Regions from separate parts of the Mus musculus genome. Here region 2 is linked to region 1. Evidence: chromatin contacts called from public Hi-C data. All regions are on one chromosome and are shown on one strand. Each heading gives the region's core, a stretch centred on a gene start, on an enhancer-like site or on the middle of the called end of the contact. The rest is flanking DNA. Distances are from core to core; before and after follow the strand shown.

The links. Hi-C and Micro-C count contacts between places; a contact is called where the count stands out from the background.
Region 2: a Hi-C map of cerebellum shows a contact between it and region 1, with 3 times the contacts expected there. The contact joins two enhancer-like sites. A contact is called at or near these places in 8 of 39 promoter capture datasets (the 3T3-L1 cell line, 3T3-L1-derived adipocytes, the C10 cell line and 4 more), 1 of 15 datasets of contacts at CTCF or cohesin (pro-B cells), 41 of 484 Hi-C or Micro-C datasets (the AML12 cell line, the C2C12 cell line, the STO cell line and 20 more), 3 of 115 datasets of contacts at active chromatin or transcription factors (astrocytes, bone marrow-derived dendritic cells and embryonic limb bud) and 1 of 9 other capture datasets (macrophages).

Annotation. Positions count from the first base shown.
Region 1 is chr7:92,331,064-92,336,129 of GRCm38.p6, forward strand. All of the region lies in intron 14 of Dlg2 (discs large MAGUK scaffold protein 2), which reads left to right. Among named protein-coding and RNA genes, the nearest start is that of 4930567K12Rik, 210 kb to the left of the region's middle. Within about 2 kb of position 2,683, at least 9 of the 459 cell types and tissues checked have an H3K27ac peak or open chromatin away from gene starts, as enhancers often do. A contact at or near this core is called in cerebellum, where this site is marked.
Region 2 is chr7:92,549,835-92,554,741 of GRCm38.p6, forward strand. No RefSeq gene overlaps it. Among named protein-coding and RNA genes, the nearest start is that of Ccdc90b, 8.9 kb to the right of the region's middle. Within about 2 kb of position 1,302, at least 9 of the 459 cell types and tissues checked have an H3K27ac peak or open chromatin away from gene starts, as enhancers often do. A contact at or near this core is called in cerebellum, where this site is marked.

The DNA of each region.
Region 1 (5,066 bases), core at 1,433-3,932:
TCATATTGCCCTGTTTTCTGGTTCCTGGTTCCACTGCGTTCCTGGGCTGGCCGAGGAACTAACTGATCTGGACAGCTTACCTTCATTCAGACCCTCTGGCTGTCTGGAGCATGGCTTCCTCCTGCTCTCCTGCCTGCTGCTGAGCACGTAGGTGAACTTCAGCAGCCATGCCTACTCTAGCATTTTTGTTTGTCAGCAGCTCTTTTTGATTTCTCTGGATCAGTGGCCTCAACTTACCCAGGTTTCTTCTTTATATGTTCTCCTTCCTTCTGTATCCTTTTCCCTCAGGCTTTGCCAAGGTTTCAAAGCCTCATCTCCATGGTGTGCAGTTAGACTGTATTGTGAGCTCCCATAATCCCTTGAGGCTTCTAGCCTTAAGTGACTTTTCTGTTTCTTTTGGTGTGTTTTGGTACTTGTATCCAGAGCTCCCAAATTTAAAAAAAAAAAGCTAATTTTCTTGGTGGAATTTGAATGCAATGTCCATTTCAATTTGTAAAACTTAATGAAAAAATATCATGTTGAGTATTACTTTTGGTCATAAAAATGCCCAACTGTCATTCATGTGCTGTGTCTTATTTCAGCCTAATTCACTTTTGTTGGTCTCGTATCTGACCACTATTACCAAAGATGATTGATAAAAGAAACAGGAAATGATTAGGTAGAAGTAGCTTACAGAACATCATAGGGTGAGATCTTCAATAGGACATTCTGGGAGGTACAGATAGAAAAATCACAGATCGCTCAAGAGTGTAGCTGCCTCTGAGTATTATTGTGGATGTAAACTGAGAACACTGTCAGTCTCTTCTGATACTACATATCTCGGCCTTGACTCTTAACTCTTTTAATGCCCAGATCAAAAGGTCCGTCTTCTATGAACCTAATCTTTATTTTATTTTTTTTTTCAAATTTTCACTTATTTTTATGCACATGGGTGTTTTGCTTGCACATCATATGTGTGCCTAGTGCCTGCACAGGCCGGAGTGAGTGTCAGATCCCCGCTGACTCAGCGCCAGAGGATTATGAGCCACGATCTGGATGCTGGGAATCAAATCTGACACCTCTGGAGGAGCAGTCAATGCTCCTAATTGGTAAGCCATCTCTCCAAATCCAACATAAAAGAGACTTTTAAACAACTGTTTCAGTCCTAGTTCTGTCGATTAAAGTTCCTGCTCAGCTCTTCCTACTGTTGCCATTGCAGTGGGAGTACAATAGCTCGCTTGCCTTCTCATTGTGATATTTAAACAGGAGGTTCAGTGTATAGAAGTCTGTGACAGGGCACAAAGACCCATTTCACTTCATGTCCCATATTACCTAAAGGCCACCTAATTCTGTCCTTGATAAGTGTTTCAGAAACCAGTTAGAAAATTAAGGCTGACTTTTTGTTGGAAACACACTTCCTGGCCTTTAAGATCATTACAGGAAACAAATCAGAACTATATCAGATCTTACAAATTTAGGTTTTTTGCTTTCGAAATTATTTTCCAATATAAAGTTGTATTCATTATCAATGAACCTATCAGTCGAATACCTGTGATGAGAACTGGTCTTTCAAGGGAGTTTTTATTTTAGAGAAATTTATTATCCCCAATTTATATAAGACCTTGATGGTTGGTGTTGTTAGTTAGAATCTGGAATTCCCTAGGATACAGGCCTATGGGCATACCTGGTACAGATTACCCTGGCTATGTAGCTGTGGTAGAGAGATCTACCTCCTATGGGTGTCCCCATTCCCCATCTGGTCTCCCAAAGTGTACAAACAGATGATAGGAGCTGAGCAGCACATTCATTCCTTCTCTATTTATTGACCATGGATGCAATGTGCTCAGCTCTTTCAAGCTCCTGATGCTTTGCGCCCTCTGCCATGATGGTCTACACCTTAAACTGTGAGACAGAGCAAATACTCGCCCCTCAAGTTGCTCTTGTTATAGCATTAATCACAACTACAAGTAAGAAATCAAGATAAAGTTGGCTTCAACCCAAAGAAGTAGCCATGCATTTTTCCATTTATACACTAGCTTAGAATTCAAGCCCTTTTGTCCTGCTTTGTGTGTAAAGAAACTGAGTGCCAGGATGGTTGTAGGAAGGACTGCATATTTGGCTCAGCAGTAGACTCTGTGTGACACAAGCAGGACCCATATTCAATCTCTAGCACTATCAAAAACAAAACAGAATGGTTAGCGAGCCATTTTCATCCTAGGCCATATGAGTAAGAGTCAGAGAGAGATCTAGATCCAAGACCAATCCCTCAAGTCACAGCTGGGGCTGCTACTGCCTGCACCAGGCTATACTTAGAAATGGACTGCCCTGAAGGACCCATCTGAATGTAGACTTTGACAGGATACGCATGAATGGAGGATACCGCACAGAGAGCCTACAGGCAGGGTGGTCCCCTCTGGGAAAGATCTACTCTGGACGACATGTTTAAACATTAAGGAGGCAATTTCTTTCTGACTTTTCCTTTTGAATATTTAACACTCAAAGGATATTTCTTCTCTCACACCAAATACAGACTCAACAAATGGTTTTTGAACAGAATGGAATGTCATCCTTATTTAATTGCTATGCTTTTCCTAAAATGAAACTCTCAGTTGAAGAATCATGCAAATTAGCTTCTGCACTATTTCCTGCTTCAAACTGCATTAGTGTGAAAAGAGCAATCAGGCATCCCTGTTTGGTACCCTCGCCTCCTCCTATCCTGGGGCTGCAACACACAGATGAGTCACTTTGCCTCTTTGAACCTTTACTTATTCCTCTGTTGAGTAGAAATAAAAAGGACTTCTTCTGCTGAATTGTTAAAAAAAACAAAACAAAACAAACTTTAGCAGTAATGTCAGCATGAGCTCTTTGTGACGCCATGTGCCTGAAATCACAGCACCCAGGATGCTGGGGCCATACATTGTTAAGACCTTGTCTTAAAAGCAGAATCATGCAGCCATAGTATGCTGTGTGCCAGTCTCTGATCTGAGTGCTTTCTATACATTACTTCTCTGTGCCTATACTGTATTAGAAAAGCCTTTGACACTGAGGGTAGATACACGCTTCCTTAGTACTATTGACTATATCTTCCCCTTGAAGATCTGTCATTCTTAACTGCTAATATACTTTGTTTAAAAAAAGAGAGAGAGAGAGAAGAAAAGAGGCTTAGCATACTTGCATAAAAAACAAGTGCAACCAATCTATTGATTATGTTGCTGTTTGTTGAGAAAGACCCATGCAGGGGTGAGGCATAAAAGCCACAAACCTACTTATGATTCTCCTGGTGGCCAGGGGCATTACTCCTTTTTGTAAGGGCAGTGACAATATCTTAGACCATTATTTCATCCCTCCCCTAACACCAAATACCATGCTTCAGATATGAGCAGCTCTTGGTATAAGTACACAGATTTGGGTTAAAAATATATGTTCTTGTTATCTGATCCCTATTTGTTAAAATCACAAAGAATGGAGTCTGATAGTCAAAACCTCTGAGGCACAATTACCAGTTTGTGGTACAAAATTGCAATTTAGATGCTAGGATAAGAGGTCTGAAGCCAGCTCCAACTTTTAAAAACATCAAAAAGAAAAGCAGACGCAAATATGAGACCTGAGTAAACAATATTCTTGAATCTGATTTGATCCAGGGTTCACTTAGACATCATTTGGTTTAGGTTTGGCTAGGTTGGATTTGGTTGGGTTTGGTTGGGTTTGGCTGGGTTTGGTTTGATTTGGTTGGGTTTGGTTGGATTTGGTTGGGTTTGGTTGGGTTTGGTTGGGTTTGGTTGGGTTTGGTTGGGTTTGGTTGGGTTTGGTTGGATTTGTTTGGGTTTGGTTGGGTTTGGTTGGGTTTGTTTGGGTTTGGTTGGGTTTGGTTGGGTTTGGTTGGGTTTGGTTGGGTTTGGTTCAGGATGATCTGGAACTTTCTGTAGAGTACAGGGTGGGCTCAGCGTCACACTCACTATCATCTTGCTTCTGCTTCACAATGATGGGATTAGAGGCATTTATCACCATGCCTTGTTTCTCTTAAATCTTATACTAGGACCTGTAAAGATTGATTCACAAAGAAAAATAGCTGTTTCGTTGATTCCTTTAATTCTGATTAGTGGCATCCTCTTATGTACAATGCAGCCTGTCCCAGGTTCAACTCTGTATTGGTTCAAAATATGTTTTTTATTGCCATTCAAATTAGGGACAAGGTCCACTATGAATAAACATGAAGGGTCCCTTTAAGATCAGAACTTATTTTCTCCATGTCAAAGCAAGTCAATGTGATATAATGAATGAATGCCTTCATTAAAAGTTACAGGAGCTCTTGTACTTTTTGCAGGGATGTATTTTCAGCTAAAATAATGGGGTTTTTTTCATTGTCATTTTCTTGGAGGTGATTTCTTCACCAAAGGAAAACATCTTGCTTTACACAGTGCTCTAATGGATGGTGTAAGTTTGCTCTGTCCCTCTAACCCAAGTCTTTCTGACTGGTGAAGGACTCTACTCTTAAAGACAGGAGTTCTCAGCTGGACTGTCACAGCTGAGACATGTCCATTTGCTTACAGATAATTTCAGAGCTGCTCAGCACATACGCATACTAGGAGCAGCACAACTCATTGAGCAAAGGGTCAAGAATAGAGCTGTGAGCCAGTCTCACAAACTGGCCCAGGAACACCCTACAGGCTAAGCATCCTCCTAACTCAGCTTCATTTGGGGAAAGAGAGTTTTAACTATGAACAGGTTTGTTCATGTGTTAGAAAACTTAATTCTCTCAAAGCTTCCAAACCCTACCTATTTAGTATTCTTTACAGGGCAAAGGTTGCCTGCTGCTCACTTTGTGTGGGTGGAAAAGAGAAATCACAGAAACAAACAGGCAGAAGAGAGAAAGGAGCCAAAAAGCAAGAAAGAATCGAGGAGGACAGGGCCTTTGATTGCATTGATGCGTATGAAAACAGTGCAGGTCCAGGGAATGTCTTAATGTTGACAGTTAGAGATGGGGCTGGGTAGGAATGCTAAGCAGGCAAATATGTCACCCAATGTGGCACTACTAATAAAGCAAGGACTGTCTGTCTGTCTGTCTGTCTGTTTGTTTGTTTGTTTGT
Region 2 (4,907 bases), core at 52-2,551, 220 kb after region 1:
CTTTATTACCAAACATACAACTATATCCAATTGGAGTGGCCAGGAGAACGGATCTTTTCTCCACAATTTAAACAGGATTATCATATAACCCTACAATTACACTCTTAGGTGTATACCCAAAAGACTGAAAGGAGAGAAAGAAGTATGTGTGCATGTGTGATCACATCAGGCCTATATACAATACCTAAAATAGAAACAACAAACATTAATGAAAAATGAATGGACAAAGGAATATTTGGCATGAGGTACTGGCACATGCTGCAACACAGATGAACATCTGAAACATTTTGCAGAGTGAAAAAGGTATACCAAAACATCCCCCATCAGTAGTTCCATTTATATGGTGTATCCAGAGTAGATAAAACCATAGAGGCAGAAAATAGATGGATGTTAGCCAGAGGCTGATAGTAGGAAGGAAGGGAGAAACCTACTTTATAGGTAAAGGGTTTTCCTTGCCAGGAATGGAAATAGATGCAGCAGTTGCTCTCTCAGACACACTTGTCAGTTTTCACATGTGCTGTGCACAACAGTCCCCACACTAGGATCTGCCACATCCACTCCTACCTTTTACCTATTCTCCCAAAGGAAAGCCTCAGAGAGCTTCGCACCCAGTAGGATAAGCCTGGGTTATGTGTTTCCTTGGCAGCCATGCTTCCCTTCACGGTAGCTATTAGTCTCACAACCAACCGGAGACCGGGACCGTGTTTTATGTTTGTCTTTTCATAGTCTAGCACCATAAACCATAACTTTTTTGAAAGAACAAACGAATAGTTAGTGAGAGACACCAGGATATGTATACCAGTATAAAATATACAATTCTTTGACAGTTTGTTGTTGTTATTTTCTTTATCATTCTTTCCTCTGGTTGACTGTAATTGGCAGATGTGTAACTGTGGGTCTTTTACTCCCTGGTACACCCAGGAAAAAAGTTGTCTCAAAGGAGAGGCCCTTGGTCTTGCAAAGATCATATGCCCCAGTAAAGGGGAATGCCAGGACCAGGAAGCCTGCAGGAGTGGGTGGGTTGGGGAGCAGGGCAGGAAGGTGTAAGGGACTTTTGGGATAGTATTTGAAATGTAAATGAAGAAAATATCTAATTAAAAAAAAATCAAAGAAAAAAAAGTTGTCCCAAGATTTGCAAAGGGTAAGGAGTAGCTGTCACTTTTAATCCATGAAAGTAATGTGATATTAGCATAGCTCCCCAATACTTTAGTGACAATGGGTTCCTCTGTCTCAGGAATTACACAAGAACCTGTAAAAATAAGCTTCAGAAAGAACAAAGAACTGACCTCTATCCTTTCACACATACGCCCCCTAGTGCCAAGAACTAGCAAATATGCTAAAGTAGAAAATTAAATCTAGATAAAGCTATTTCACCAGCCTCTTTAAAAATGAACTGTAATCACCCACAATACAGAAGAAGACTGACTGTGTGAGTGTGCCGAGTGCATTCTCTTTCATTTATGACACCCAAACTTCACTAGCAGTGCCCGGAGCTTCCGGTCATTCCAAGCAACTGTGCCAACCTTAGCCTTTGTTCCTTATGGTATCTAGTTTAGGCAATTTCATGTGTGTGTGTGTGTGTGTGTGTGTGTGTGTGTGTGTGTGTGTGTGTGTGTGTGTGGTGTGTGTGTGTGTGTGTGTGTGTGTGTGTGTGTGTGTGTGTGTGTGTTGTGTGGTGTGTGTGTGTGTGTGTGTGTGTGTGTGTGTGTATGTGTAAATGTCTCTGATGTTCCTAGTATTATGTCTTTTTAGGTTTGAGGATTGAAGAGAGGCATCTCTGTGGTTAGTTTTATAAGGTGGATTCATGTATCATTTTACAAAGCTCATTACATTTATAAAACCTCTCTGGGATATTCACATGCTTGTGGTACAATGTGCTGTATGTCTTTTTTTTCAATTTTTTATTTTTTATATTTTCTTTTTATATTTTTTACATATATTTTATTTTTTATTTTTCATTATATTTATTTTTAAATATATTTTATTTATATATTATATATTTTCTTTTTATATTTTTTCTATTTATATTTTTATTTTATATATTTTAATATTTTCTTCATTTACATTTCAAATGCTATCCACAAAGTCTCCTATACCCTCACCCCCACCCCCACCCTGCTCCATTACCCACTCAATCCTACTTCTTGGCCCTGGCATTCCCCTGTACTGGGGCATATAAAGTTTGCAAGATCAAGGGGCCTCTCTTCCCAGTGATGGCCGACTAGGCCATCTTTTGCTACATATGCAGCTAGAGACATGAGCTCTGGGGGTACTGGCTAGTTCATATTGTTGTTCCACCTATAGAGTTGCAGACCCCTTCAGCTCCTTGGGTACTTTCTCTAGCTCTCTCCCTTGGGGGACCCGTGTTCCATCAAATAGGTGACTGTGAGCATCCACTTCTGTATTTGCCAGGCACTGGCATAGCCTCACTGAGACAGCTATATCAGGGTCCTTTCAGCAAAATCTTGCTGGTGTATGCAATAGTATCTGCGTTTGGTGGCTGATTATGGGATGAATCCCCGGGTGGGGCAGTCTCTGGATGGTCCATCCTTTCATCTCAGCTCCAAACTTTGTCTCTGTAACTCCTTCCATGGGTATTTTGTTCCCTATTGTAAGGAGGAATGAAGTATCCACACTTTGGTCTTCCTTCTTGATTTTCTTGTGTTTGCAAATTGTATCTTGGGTATTCTAAGTTTCTGGGCTAATATCCACTTATCACTGAGTGCATATCATGTGTGTTCTTTTGTGATTGGGTTACCTCACTAAGGATGATATCCTCCTGATGCATCCATTTGCCCAAGAATTTCATAAATTCATTGTTTTTAATAGCTGAGTAGTACTCCATTGTGTAAATGTACCACATTTTCTGTATCCATTCCTCTGTTGAGGGGCATCTGGGTTCTTTCTAGCTTCTGGCTATTATAAATGAGGCTGCTATGAACATAGTGGAGCATGTGTCCTTATTACCAGTTGGAACATCTTCTGGGTATATGCCCAGGAGAGGTATTGCTGGATCTTCCAGTAGTACTATGTCCAATTTTCTGAGGAACCGCCAGACTGATTTCCAGACTGGTTGTACAAGCTTGCAATCCCACCAGCAATGGAGAAGTGTTCCTCTTTCTCCACATCCTTGCCAGCATCTGCTGTCTCCTGAAATTCTGATCCTAGCCATTCTGACTAATGTGAGGTAGAATCTCAGGGGTGTTTTGATTTGCATTTCCCTGATGATTAAGGATGTTGGACATTTTTTCAAGTGTTTCTCAGTCCTTCGGTGTTCCTCACTTGAGAATTCTTTGTTTACATCTGTACCCCATTTTTAATGGGGTTATTTGAATTTCTGGAGTTGAACTTCTTGAGCTCTTTGTATATATTGGATATTAGTCCCCTGTCAGATTTAGGATTGGTAAAAATTCTTTCCCAATCTGTTGGTGGCCTTTTTGTCTTATTGACAGTATCTTTTGCCCTACAGAAGCTTTGCAATTTTGTGAGGTCCCATTTGTCCATTCTTGATCTTACAGCACAGGCCATTGTTGTTCTGTTTAGGAATTTTTTCCCCTGTGCCCATATCTTCGAGGGTTTACCCCACTTTCTCCTCTATAAATTTCAGTGTCTCTGGTTTTATGTGGAGTTCTTTGATCCACTTAGACTTGAGCTTTGTGTACGAGGAGATAAGAATGGATAAATTCGCATTCTTCTACATGATAACCGCCATTTGAGCCAGCATTATTTGTTGAAAATTCTGTCTTTTTAACACTGGATGGTTTTAGCTCCCTTGTCAAAGATCAGGTAACCATAGGTGTGTGGATTTATTTCTGGGTCTTCAATTCTATTCCATTGATCTACCTGTCTGTCACTGTACCAGTACCATGTAGTTTTTATCACTATTGCTCTGTAGTACAGCTTGAGGTCAGGCATGGTGATTCCCTCAGATTCTTTTATTGTTGAGAATAGATTTTGCTATCCTATGTTTTTTTTTTTGTTATTCCAGATGAATTTGCAAATTGCCCTTTCTAATTCACTGAAGAATTGAGTTGGAATTTTGATGGGGATTGCATTGAATCTGTAAATTGCTTTCAGCAGGATACCTATTTTTACTATGTTAATCCTGCCAATCCATGAACATGGGAAATCTTTCCATCTTCAATTTCTTTCTTCAGAGACTTGAAGTTCTTGTCATACAGATCTTTCACTTCCTTAGTTAGAGTCACACCAAGGTATTTTATATTATTTGTGACTATTGTGAAGGGTGTTGTTTCCCTAATTTCTTTCTCAGCCTGTTTATCCTTTGTGTAGAGAAAGGCCACTGGTTTGTTTGAGTTAATTTTATATCCAGCTACTGCACTGAAGCTGTTTATCAGGTTTAGGAGTTCTCTGGTGGTATTTTTAGGGTCACTTATATATACTATCATATCATCTGCAAATAGTGATATTTTGATTACTTCCTTTCCAATTTGTATCCCCTTGATCTCCTTTTGTTGTTCAATTGCTCTGGCTAGGACTTCAAGTATTATAATGAATAGGTAGGGAGAAAGTGGGAAGCCTTGTCTAGTCCCTGAATTTAGTGGGATTGCTTCCAACTTCTCTCGATTTACTTTGATGTTGGCTACTGATTTGCTGTATATTGCTTTTATTATGTTTAGATATGGGTCTTGAATTCCTGATCTTTCCATGACTTTTATTATGAATGGGTGTTGGATTTTAGCAAATGCTTTCTCAGTATCTAAGGAGATGATCATGTGATTTTTGTCTTTGAGTTTGTTTATATAGTGGATTACGTTGATGGATTTCCGTATATTAAACCATCCCTGCATCCCTGGGATGAAGCCTACTTGGTCTTGATGGATGATCGTTTTGATGTGTTCTTGGATTCGGTTTGTGAGGATTTTATTGAGTATTTTTACATCAAT